Linked DNA regions of Mus musculus: all the other regions are linked to region 2. The links are chromatin contacts, called in public Hi-C and HiChIP or PLAC-seq maps. All regions are on one chromosome and are shown on one strand. The core of a region is the stretch at or near the end of the contact, and the rest is flanking DNA. Distances in the headings are between cores, read along the strand shown. Region 1 has its middle 3.9 kb from the start of Gm40271. Region 2 has its middle 4.7 kb from the start of Gm34696. Region 3 has its middle 37 kb from the start of Gm40271.

The links. A called contact is a pair of places that touch in the nucleus more often than the background predicts. HiChIP or PLAC-seq counts read pairs in DNA pulled down with a chosen protein or histone mark.
Region 1: a contact with region 2 is called in an H3K4me3 HiChIP or PLAC-seq map of embryonic forebrain, with 3 times the contacts expected there. The contact joins two enhancer-like sites. A contact is called at or near these places in 3 of 39 promoter capture datasets (cranial neural crest, liver and second pharyngeal arch cranial neural crest), 1 of 484 Hi-C or Micro-C datasets (nephron progenitors), 6 of 115 datasets of contacts at active chromatin or transcription factors (embryonic basal ganglia, embryonic forebrain, embryonic hindbrain and 3 more) and 1 of 9 other capture datasets (embryonic stem cells).
Region 3: a Hi-C map of embryonic stem cells shows a contact between it and region 2, with 2.2 times the contacts expected there. The contact joins two enhancer-like sites. A contact is called at or near these places in 3 of 39 promoter capture datasets (cranial neural crest, liver and pre-B cells), 1 of 484 Hi-C or Micro-C datasets (embryonic stem cells) and 2 of 115 datasets of contacts at active chromatin or transcription factors (embryonic basal ganglia and embryonic stem cells).

What each region holds. Positions count from the first base shown.
Region 1 is chr12:12,903,499-12,907,524 of GRCm38.p6, forward strand. No RefSeq gene overlaps it. Among named protein-coding and RNA genes, the nearest start is that of Gm40271, 3.9 kb to the right of the region's middle. Within about 2 kb of position 1,288, at least 141 of the 459 cell types and tissues checked have an H3K27ac peak or open chromatin away from gene starts, as enhancers often do. A contact at or near this core is called in embryonic forebrain and embryonic stem cells, where this site is marked.
Region 2 is chr12:12,707,513-12,711,671 of GRCm38.p6, forward strand. No RefSeq gene overlaps it. Among named protein-coding and RNA genes, the nearest start is that of Gm34696, 4.7 kb to the left of the region's middle. RefSeq lists an enhancer at 1-4,159. Within about 2 kb of position 2,054, at least 31 of the 459 cell types and tissues checked have an H3K27ac peak or open chromatin away from gene starts, as enhancers often do. A contact at or near this core is called in embryonic forebrain and embryonic stem cells, where this site is marked.
Region 3 is chr12:12,870,095-12,874,177 of GRCm38.p6, forward strand. No RefSeq gene overlaps it. Among named protein-coding and RNA genes, the nearest start is that of Gm40271, 37 kb to the right of the region's middle. Within about 2 kb of position 1,432, at least 23 of the 459 cell types and tissues checked have an H3K27ac peak or open chromatin away from gene starts, as enhancers often do. A contact at or near this core is called in embryonic stem cells, where this site is marked.

The DNA.
Region 1 (4,026 bases), core at 38-2,537, 200 kb after region 2:
GTGCGCCACCACTGCCTGGCGCCAACTGAAATTTCTAAGGAAAAACATTTCACAAGGTCAGGTACTATGAAGCTTCACTGTGCACACACAGTAGAGGGTCATAGGCTCTCAGGAAGCTACAGATCTACTGCTGGGACAAACAGGTCCCAGAAGTCCCCAAGGGTCCCAGGCTGGCAGAATCATCAGGAGGGATGACGGAAGTTAGCCTATGGTTCCAAGACTCTGATACCAGGATCTGGGAACTAGACCTCAGTAAGAGGCTGTGGGGACATTCCCAAGAAGGACTGTCGTTAGCCTCCTAAAGGGGGTCCATCTTTCTCTCTTATATGCATAGACACAGATGGAGACATAAGTAGATATACACACAGGGAGAAACACACACACACAAGCACACTGACACATACACACATACAAAGATACACACAGGAACATGGACACACACAGATGGAGGGAGACACACAGAACTAGTGACATTTACACAGATGGGAGACTGACACCCACCAGAACACCAAACCACAAACGGAGACACACACAATCACAGACGTACATATGGACATACAGACACAGAGAACAGAGGCCTTCACGGAAAAAAAAAAAAAACAAAAACTGATGGGGAGAGAAGGAGAGGCTGAGAAGAAGGAAGGAAGGAGGAGAAAGAGAAGCAGAGGGAAAGAATGCAGAGCTCAAAAGGGCCACACAGGAGAGCCCACCCAGGCCTCTGAGGGCAGATGGGGTGTAGACACAACCCTGCCCTCCCTCTGCCTGTTATTTCAAAGGACTACATCCTTCAGGTCCCTCCCACTTGGCAGCTCCTAATTTAAGCCTGTGAAGGTGTTAGATTGGATAATTCCACTATGGGGACCAGAGGAGACTGCCAGGGGTAAAATGACCAGGTGGAATACACTAGGACTAGGGCACATTGAGAAGAGTATTAAACAGCATGGCAGGAAGGGGGAAAGAGACTTCGGAGAGGGCTTCTCTGGGGCCCCTGAACAAGTGCCTGCAACCCTGCCTGGAGGCTGGGAGCGCTGGCAGACCTAGGCGGCGGCGGCGGCAGCAGCAGCCGCTGGCCAGCCTGGTTTCCCTCAGCTACAGACAGCCTGGCTCCAGGCCCACCTCCCGGTGCCCTGGGCCTGACATCTTCTGGGCAGAGCCACGGTGCCCCAGGAGCCATGTGGATGGTGTTAGTAAACACGCTTTCTTGCGCCCAGCCTGGCAAGGCCTGTGGGCAGCGGGAGGGCGTAGAGCTGGCAGCTCCCACGGCTGGGCAGGAGGACGGGAGGGTGGACCGGCGGGCAGACGGGCGGGCAGGCCGCCCTGCACAGCCAAGCCAAGGCCCAGAATGGAGCAGCTGCTCCTGTCACCATGGAGACGGAACTGAACAATGAGCAGCCAGAGATGCAGCATGGCTGCCTGGCACCGCGGCCACACTCCCGCCAGGCCCTCACACCTACACACAGGAGCTCATGCACTCACCCTCATGTGCGCCTGCATGCATGGACGTACGTGCACATATGCGCACACACGCATGCAGAGTTCCAGGAAGGAGAAAGAAATAGAGAAACCGGGTAAGGACAGTAGAATCTATAGAAAAGGAAGGAGAATGTGAGATGAGGTTCACAGCCTTACAGTTGCAAAGTTGAGCAGAAAAAAAAAAAAAAATCTCACCCTTTGATTCTGGCTAAAAATACCTTAAAAAAAAAAAAGGCAGCTTTGCAGAGGGTCATGTGGTGCCCTGGATTCTTGTGTAACAGGAGAGCTGAAGGGGTTCTAATTAGCAAAAGGCATCTTGAGTCCCATCCCCTTCCCCCTTGACGCGGGTTGCTGAGAGACCCTCACAAAGCTGTTAGTCCCCAGGAAATGAGGATACATTGTTAAAAATGAGCCTAAATCCCAGGTGATTCCTCTCTCCAAGACAATGCAGAGAGGAGGCTGGCTGGCTCAGCCACGGGCTGGAGAGGAGTCGGAGAAAGGCCCCCGTCCAAGTCCTTTAAGAAAAAGTAACCAGTGGCATCCGGGCAGGGAAGGTGGGTGGGCATCAGCTTGTAGTGCACAGGGGCACCTTCTGGGCAAGTTCCCCTTCTGTGAACTGGTGAACTCTTAGCCCCAGCAGCTCCTAGATCCCCAGATATTACCTGCTCCTGCCACTCAGAGGAGCATACAGAAGTTTATGAACACTGAGGAAACAGACAGGATTACCATGAGTTCAAGCCAGGTGTTGGTTACAAAGTGAGACCTTGTCTCAAAAAGCACAAAAGAAGGCAAAGAAAGAAAAGAAAGGGGGAGGGGGTTGGAAAGAAGGGAGGAGGCAGGAAAAAGGGAGGGGAAGGAAGAGGAGAGGAGAGGAGAAGGAAGAGGAAAGGGGAGGGGAGGCCAGCCGATATAGGTATAGACAGACATCTCCCTAACTATCCCTTCCAGCCTGGTATCTGGAAACTCAGTCTGCTCTTCTCAGCATCTCTGTCCAGGGGCTGACAGACGCTGTATTTCAGCATTATCTTAAGCTTCCAACAGGCTACTTATTTTTTCCTGGCTTCACCTATTTCTCTTCTTCCTTCTGGGCAGGTGAATGCTGTGTGAAGATAGCTATCCTGGAGGCCTGCTGGATTCCTTTAGTGGAAAATAGGAAGACTTACCAGTTGACCTGGCGCTACTGTCTACACCGACTTCCAGTTCAGAAAAAGCAAATTCTCAGAAGACTCTCAGGAAGTAGTGTTAGACCCATGACATTGACCGCCATGTAGTTCAGGGGCCCAGAGCCGAGGTGAGAAAGTGAGGATGTAAGAACTTAAAGGTATTTCTAGGCATAGAGTTTTAAAGGAGAACACAGAGAGGAAGCAAGAGGAACAGGGCACGCTGGGAACAAGGAAACGCTTGAAAAGGTAAAGGAAGCCTGGGTTGAAAGAGAAGCCTATGGCCCTGAATCCGGAAAACTGATTCGGGATTAGCAGGTTCCAAGCCTCCCCACATTGGTTGCGCACAGCATGATCCATCTTCACACTCCCAGCACCTACTCCCGGGGGCATCATGACAGATGGACAGCAGTAGACATTAAAATCACAGTAGGCTGGAGCCAGGCTCTTTCCCCAATATCCACATCCCCTCCCCTTTCAGGATCCCTTCTAGAAGCTTCTCAAGCTCCAGGGAGCCATCTGCACTGGCTCAGACGTGGCAGAGAAGGAATTAAAACGTGAGAGGCAAGATCAGAGAGAGACTTGCTCCCCTCAAGAACCTCTTAAGTAGAGGGAAAAAGGCAGGCAATTTTTAATCATCACGGATTGTTTAAACTTCTGAATCCGTCTTCTGCGGAGCCTAGGGAGCACCCATTGTGGCTGGTACCCAGCAGTAGTCCTTGGTCCACCTACCCCCAACAGTCACACACATTTCCTGGACCCTTCTGTAGGTCCTCCCAGGGTCCTTGCTAGGCCAGGCCAGCAGGACCCTGCTTATCTAAGGAGATCTGACAAGACTGCAGCCCTGGGGGTATGGCTGCTGGCGAAACATATGGTACATCGTAAATAGGACTTCCTTTTAGGAAATGAGCTGCTGTAATTAAATCCCCATTCATTTTTCTGTAACATACACACAGAGACAAATAGATCTTTATCCTTTAGAAGCTCCGAAGAGAAAAGGCTTGTGGGGAGCTGAGATTCTCAACTGTGACTTTTATAAAAGATTGCTTAGATCCAGGTGAAATAAGAAGTCCCTTTTTTGGGGGGGGGGGGGGTGGAGTGGGGGGGGGTGGAGTCCTCTGTTTAACAGTCCTTGCTGTCCTGGAACTCACTTTGTTTACTTTGTAGACAAGGCTAGCCGAGAACTCACAGAAATATGCCTGCCTCTGCCACCCAAATTATTGAGATTAAAGGCATGTGCCACTACTGTCAAATAGAAGTCTGAATTCTTTCGGAAGATCTCGTGGATGAGTGGGTGGGTGGGTGGGTGGGTGAGTGGGTGGGTGGGTGAGTGGGTGAATGAGCGCTTCTTCCTTCCCAACAGGAAATGAGGAAATAATCAAAGAGGAAAAAT
Region 2 (4,159 bases), core at 804-3,303:
AGGACCAGAAAAGAGTTCCATAAGATATGGCAGTAGATGGGCTCTGAGCATCAGTGTACTGATGCTCATACTAATATGCACATTCAACGGCCAGCCCAACACCAGGAGATGCAGTGTAGCCTGAGAACCTGCATTCTCACATGATGGGAAGTGGCCTAACTCATACCTGTTTCATGGCATGGTTATTATGAGTCCCTAATCATTCTCCCTCACAGTATCCTGGCTTGGATGTAATTACCTGATCAGTCTAATTGCAGGGACAATTGTCTGATTTGGTAAAGACAATTTTCTGGATAGCCAGTTTGCTCCAGAGACCAGAAGCTCTCTTCCTCGAAAATGATGGGATTACAGGTGGGCTGTCATGCCCGCTCAGCATTTATCTGAGTACTAGAGATCCAACTTCACATTTGTGTTTCAAAAGCTTTGTACAGTAAGCCATCTATCCAGCCTCAAGACAGGATTTTGCATCAATAAGAGCTGTTAGTTTGTTCAAGAAGCAAGACCACATTCATCTGTAGGGCCCAGCACTGAGCAAGACGTAAGGCCTAAACATGGAGAATATTCACATGTAGCAGCTGAATAAATGGCTCTCAACTCTCATACCTTCCGAGCTAGACTGGGTCAGGACAGAGGAGGCCCAGCGAGCCCATGGAGAATTCAGATATTCTCCCAGGACAGGCTCCAAGGGAAGGGAAGGGAAGGGAAGGGAAGGGAAGGGAAGGGAAGGGAAGGGAAGGGAAGGGAAGGGAAGGGAAGGGAAGGGAAGGGAAGGGAAGGGAAGGAAACATGGGCCTGTGATCCCAGTACTTCCTGGTAGAGGATCCCAGCACTTCCTGGTAGAGGATCCCAGCACTTCCTGGTAGAGGATCCCAGCACTTCCTGGTAGAGGATCCCAGCACTTCCTGGTAGAGGATCCCAGCACTTCCTGGTAGAGGATCCCAGCACTTCCTGGTAGAGGATCGGAAGAGGAAAAGCAGCCTCAGCTCCATGGTGAGTTTTAAGTCAGTGTCAGCATGGAAGAAAGAGAGGAAGAAGGAGAGTCAGGGAGAGAAAGACAGATTTAAAAAAAGAAAAGAAAAGAAATCAGACTTACTGGTATATGCCTGTGAATTCAGAGCCCAGAAGGCTGAAACAGGACCACCATTGGCTTGAGGCCAGCCTGGGCAACATAGCAACTTCCAGGTCACCTTTGACTACATAATGAGACCTCATAGCAAAGCAATACAGAAACAAAAAAACCACACAGAGAACAAAGAACAAGATTAAAGAGCAAACTACAGAGCAGTAGACAGCTCGAGTCAGCCAGCGAGATGAACAAATTAACCTGTAGCCTGTGTAAAGTTATAAAGAAATGGTCTCCGACTCGTTCTTCAGTTTCTCAATCAGCAAAGTATGTGGAAGAATGCATGGGTCAAAACAGAGTCGAGGCAACTTTGGAAAATGAATACACACAGAAGGCTGGCTATTGTTTCCATGGTTATGGCGGTGCTGATCCAGGGCTTTGTCCTGCAAACGAGGGGAAATCTCTGGGAGAGGTGGCTGAAGACCTGCTTCTTCGCAGTAAAGGCTGTAGAAGGTTAATCAGATGGTGAGCCCAGTCACCAAGATTAAGAGAAAGAAAATCCCTCCAACCGCCTTTGAATTCCAGTTATGTGTACGTTTTCTTTGAACTGGCGATTCGACTCTCTCTCTCTCTTGGAGAGAGAACAAAGCGGGTGGTGTGGAACTCAAATCTCATTTACAACTTAATTTTGAAACTGAGGAGATTTGCAATGTTGGAAAGGCAGGGAGCAGGAAATCAACTTCAGAGTAATTGCTCCGTCGTCTTTTAAACATAAGGCGGTGCACTGCTATTTTTGCTGATGTATTCAAATGAGAGGATGCCACAGCTGCGGGGTGTCTAAGGGATCAGGGATGGCACCGCCTGCAGACTGGGAGGAAATCGTGGGCCAAAGTGAGTCTGTCTCCCAACTCCAGCAAGCTAGAGGCCAGAGAAGAGTGAGATTTCCCCAGCTCCTGTCACACGCTGCAGAATGCCAGGGAGCACAGAGTAGAATAATGACTCAGAGCATGTTCTTGCTTCACAACTCCACATTGTGTTTACAGAGGCACAAAGGCACCCTTCAGGACAATGTCAGGGGCGGGGTGGGGTGGGGGCAATTTCCCAGGAACATCTACATTGCCCAAAAAGGGCCCACTACAAAAACTCCTGAGTCTAGGAAGCCACATATGAAGTATATGCCCATTGAACAGACAAATAAGTTGAGGCCAAAAGGCATCACCTATATTCTAGAATTCCATGAGGCCCCATTTTTATGGCTGAGGGCTCTCACTGAAGATGTCTAATGCAGCAGCCTAGAAAAGACCGTTCTGATTCTCGAAATGTCCCCTAAACTTGACTTCTCTAGTTGTGCTCCACATCCAAGGGGGGGGGGGGCTAACCTCCAGCCCAGCTCTAATGCCAACCAAAGAGCTCTAGTTTTCCATTTTGTCAGGTCAACCTAAAAGTTAATTGTAGAAGTTTGAATAAACGACTACTAAAACATTGAGTATTCTGGCACTGTTGTTACAGCAGGCCCCGCCCTGCAGGTATCTGAAGCTAGCTTTCCATGGATGTTTCTGCAAGTGCTAACGGGTCACTGGAGTAACAGTAATAGTTGTTGGAATAGCTGTTTCCAGCTGTTGTTGTGTCCACTGGTGCAGCACTGGTCTCCAGGAGACCCAGATGCAGGCCAACCAGGCCCATGGGGCTTCCTGACAGTTTGTCTACATTGGGCCCATTGGAATAAGTTGTCCCCTCTGCTGCTGTCTCTCTATTAGCAGTCTCAGCCAGGGCCATTCCGATTAACCCTTCAGAGCCACTCCACTCTGGGCATGCCTGTGCTCTCTTCTTTTCGCTGATTTAATTAACATAATATAATGGAAATAAAATAATTGAAGGGGCTGCCACTTCAGAAAAGATCATCATGGGGCTGCTTGGGAGGCATTGTTGCAGGGTTTCCAGGCAACACTGAAGAGGCCCCGAGAGGGGCTAGTGGTGGTCCCCGAAGCAGCCAGACGGCTGGGCCTCACCATAGTCCCTACACAACCGGTCCAGGTCTGGCTATGTAGACCTAGAAGCACATGGACTTTTCTTATGGCTGTCTTCAAGTCTTGAAATGTGAATCCCTCACTTTAAAGTACTCTAAACGTGAGTGCAGAGCAACCAGACACACAGATCTCCTCCAATCAGACACCTCACATAGAAAACTAACAACAGTTACTTGCAAGTGTGAAATCATACTTTGTGCTCTAGAAAAGATATTTCTACCCAAGAGAGTAGGATTTGAATGTACTTTCTGAACTTGATTTTCAATGAATAGCATGCATGTGTACGTGCGTGATTTCTTAGGCTGCTGTCCACCTTGGTTTGGTGTTTGTCATTTTCAGATTATTTTTCACTTTGTCCTGAAACCTGGCCATCCAGGGAACTTCTGGGATCTAGCTAACCCTGCCTCCCATGCACTGGTATTACAAGTGTATGCCATCTTGCCCAGGCTTTTTATGTGGGCTCTGTGGATCGAACTCAGGTGTTCATATTTACACTGTAGGCACTTTACCAACTATTTCTCCAGCACCCAAAGGAGAGTCTCTGAACTGGAGAGAGCCTGGATTCTCTGAGGCTCACTCTGTCTCGTTGCCAAGTGACTTGGCTGGTCATTTCAGTTCCACTGTATCCCTCATTGTCCTGATGCTCAAGAGCAGTGAAGGGAACTCAAGGCTAAGACTCCATGGAGGTTCTTGCAGACCAGTGATGCCCAGTTCTGGTCCTCTGATGGAAAACTCTGCTCCAGGTCATGGGAATTCCATACCCAGTCACATCCTTCCTGTGTTTCAGTGGAATGTGGAGTGAGGCTCCTCTGGCAGATAGAGAGTTCTTTGCTTCTGTGCCGCAGGAGAGCCCAAGGCTGCTGGTGAAGGGGAAAGAGTGGGAAAGTGAGAGATTGACGTTCAGTTGACAAGCCGACACCACAAAGTACCACAAATCCTTCATTGCAAATACCTTTAAAGCCACTCCAGCCCTGAAGAAAAGCATGCTTTCGTGGCTTATCCAGCTAGGAGTGCATTTGCAGGCTACAGAGAGGGGATGATGTGGAGGCACCCTGGAAAAGAAAATGCT
Region 3 (4,083 bases), core at 182-2,681, 160 kb after region 2:
GGCTCAGTCAGTAAAATGCTTTCCCTGCAGGCATGAGGATCTGAGTTTGAGTCTCATGAGTCTGTGTAGAGAAAGCCAAGCATGGTCACATGTGTTTGTAAACTTGGCACTAGGAAGGCAGAGATACACAGATCCAAGTTCCGGTGAGAAACCTGTCACAAAGGGTGAGCCACCTCTAAAGAAGGACATCTGAGCTCACCCTTTGGCCTCCACACACAGGCAAACACGGTGCACATGCATCACACACAGATGACTGTGTCCACATATGCATACAAACATATGAAACAAAGGTTGCTAGCATCTATCAAATAAAATATAGCATGTCTTTCATGGGATTGTAGCTCTGGTCAAGCTGAGAGGGATTCTGAAAACAGGTGCACAGGGATCCGTGGCTTGTCTGAAGTTATCCTTGTGGGGAGATCTGTCAGCCTCTGCTGAAGCCCCCACACGTCTTTGCTCTGCCAAGGCATCTTTGTTTCCTCCTCTTCCTCCTCCTCCTTCTCTTCTTCTTCCTCCTCCTCTTCCTCCTCCTCCTCGTCTTCTTCATCCTCCTCTTCTTCGTTTGCTGTGCTTTGTCTGGGGTTTTGCAATTGTTCTAAAAAGCACAACTCACCCCCAGAATTCACATCCACACTGTGGAGAACTGGAACAGCATCAGTAAAGAAATTCTTATGTATATATGTGTGTGTGTAGGCATGTATGTGCAGATATGTACATGTTCATGCATGTGTCCATAGGTGCACATATATGTGTGTGCATATGACAATCAGAGATCAAACCCAACAGGAATTCCTTTTCTTTTTTGTTTCCATTGTATGTGCTTTGGTATTTTGCCTGCATGCATGTCTGTGTGAGATTCCCTGGTATTGAAATTACAGACAGATGTGATCTGGCATGTGGGTGCTGGGAATTGAACCTGGATCCTCTGAAAGAACAGCCAGTGCTCTTAACCCCTGAGCCATCTCTTCAGCAACACCCCACTACATAAATTCTTACTTATTCAAGATTCAAGAGTACCTATGTCATTATTTTCTTTCAACTATTTAAAGGTATTATTAGTTACTGTGCAGACTCCATGAAACCCTTTGGCCATCCGTGTATTTGAAATTTAAGTACAGCCCTGGGTCATTGATGGTTCTGCGTGGTGACTCTAATGGAGGAAGGAGCAAACTGGTCTGTGCATTTTTCAAAGCATCACAGGGACAAAGGTGTCAGGGACCTAGAAGGCAGGTTTTCTCCATTCCTTTCACTAACAGGAGTCCCCAGGGAGGGGAAGTGGGAGCCTTGGGCTTGCTTTGAAGCTTCTGGGAGGGAGGCCCTCTGGGAAATTCCTGGAACGCCCTCAAATTGGCTCCATGTCAGACCCCCAAGACCAAGGAGGCATTCAAAGGGAGGTCCTGCAGGAGCCATTTATATGGAGATCTCCTCACAGGCTGTTCAGGGGCTTGGATGCCGTCCATAGCTAACAGGCAATTTCTGTTCCAACCAGAAGACGCCTAACTATCTCCGGCTTCTAACCAGTTGTAATGGCTAAATACACCCACTTAAAGAAAAGAAGTGGGGATGGAGAGAGAGGAGGAGAGAGGGAGGTGAGAGGAAGGCAGGGAGGGAGAGAGAGAGAGAGAGAGAGAGAGAGAGATCCCTCCAGTTTTGCTCCATGGAACATGACAAACAGCTGAAAAAGACCTTTGTTCGCTCATCCAGATGCCCAGACACTTGACGCTGTCAAATCTTGGTTTCTAACCTAGAAAGATCCACCTATGGAGACCTATGGAGAGGGGCAAGGGTCTTTATGGCCCACATTAGGAATCGCCACGCACAGCACCTTTCAAACTGGACATCCGTGAGCATGTCTGTGCTTGGCACTCCCACCGGGGAAGCACCCCTCTTGCCCAGGGGTTCTTTGCCTGTTCTTCTGTTATGTGCCTTTCCCCTCAGTGAATCTTATGGGGTAGGAAGAGCAAAGCCCAGGAGCTAGGCAATGTTAGACAAAACAACAACTTTACCACATCCGTGGTGTGTGTGTGTGTGTGTGTGTGTGTGTGTGTGTGAAATAAAGACAGTCACCCTGACCTACAGAGGCCATTGAAAAATACCAGCTGCTAAGGAGGTACACTGTCTATAATTGCATCAAGACTTCTCAAGAGAAGAGTACTCACTGAGAGCTCATGCGTGTGTGTATGTGTGTGTGTGTGTGTGTGTGTGTGTGTGTGTTGGTTCACATATATGATGGTGTGTCTGTGCTTGTGTATTCATGCCTGTGAAGGTCGTCTTTAAATGCTGTCTGCCTTTTCGAAACAGCTTCTCACTGGCTGGCACCTTGCAGATTAGGCAGACTAAACAGGCTGACCATCGAGTACCAGGGTTCTTCCTGTTCCCACCCCCACCCTCCTTCAGTGTAAGCTCTCAGGCCTGTGCTACCGTGTCAGTTTGCTTGTTTGGTTTGGTTTTTCCACGCAAGTTCTAGGCTCATAATCTGCTCCTCGTTCTTCATGGCAAGCTCCCAGCCAGACCACCTTTGGGAACTGAAGCCCCTTCTTCCGTTTCTGACCCTCAGCTTCTAGATTCTGCTCTGTTTGCATGCTAAGAGTCAAATGGGGGCCTTCTGCATGCAAGGCAAGCACTCTGCTATTGAGCTCCACCCCCAAGCTTTTACACCAAAACAGATAGGACTGAGATCTGGGTTACACTGAGAAGGTGACAACTGAGCTGCATCTTACAGCCTACGTTCCTTAATAAGCACTAAATAAGGAAGAAAATGTAGGACCAACGTTTCCAGGTAAACAAAACCCCAGGTAAGAAAACCAGAATCCAGTTTGGTAGGCATTATTAGGCCACCTCTAATTTGTTTTTGTAATAGCAAAAGGGTCAGCTTGCCATTCCATGCAGTCAGCCCAGCCACCAAGAAGTACAAGTTGACCTAATGGGTAACTAATTGATAGAAGAGAATTCCTAAACTCTGTCTCCTCATTAGAAGCCTTTGTGATATAGACAGAGCTAAGTAGACCCTGGAAAGAACGTAGCCTCTCCTAAGACTGCTGCTCTAGCCAGGTTTCCTTGCCTATACTTGGCAGGCTCATCCCAGGAATGATGTAAGATCCAGGGGCCCCACCAAGCACAGACTGGGGAAGTTCCATCGGAGAGAGCAGTTGCAGCAGGGCTCGATGCTTTGCAGCAGTCAGCGTGAAGACAGCTCTCACTCCTTTTTCTTCTCATTGTTTATGATGAGCTCTGGTCTCAGTCCAGATAAACCAAAACTCTGGGGCAGGGGACCCTCCCCTTCACTCCTGAACCATAGCACTGCTGTCCCTTCGTCCTTCTCCTTACCATCCCTGACCCCAAGGCTCGCACTGAAGGGTGACTCTTCAATGTGAATGTGCATGTATCCTAGGGACATTTCAATAAATGTGATGATTGTGGCTACAGACATGGCTCAGCCATTAATGGCTCCGGCACTGGCACCTGCACTGTCACCTGCACTGTCGCCGGCTGCTCTTGCAGAGGACTTGGATTCAGCTCTCAGCACCTGCATGATGACTCAAGCTTTCAGTTAGCTCCAGTTCTTCTTTCTCCTTTATTCACTGCGGGAAGCAGGTACGGCCGCATGGGCCAAGATGTATACTGCCTTGCCCGAGCATGCGTAGTGAGGCTGCATGCGTGGGCTGCCTGCCAGGCTGGACTGTTCCACGTGATCCGGACCTGTCAGCCTATCAGTGACTGATCTGAGCTTGTGCCTGGAGCGTGATTGAGAAAAGGCCTTCATAAAATCCAAATGTAGGGTACTTTCTTAATTTGTGATCAGTGGTGGAGGGCCCAGGCCATTGTGGGTGGGGCCATCTCTGGCAGGGTGGTCTTGAGTTCTATATGAAAGCAGGCTGAGCAAGCCATAAGCAAGCCAGTAAGCAACACTCCTTCATGGTCTCTGTATTAGCTCCTGCCTCCAGGTTCCTTCCTTGCCCTGCTTGAGTTCCAGCCCTGACTTCCTTCAGTGATGGACTACAGTGTGGAAGTGCAAGCCAGATAAGCCTCTTCCTCCTCAGCTTGCTCTTGGTTCTGGTTCTGGTTTCATGGCAGCAATAGGAA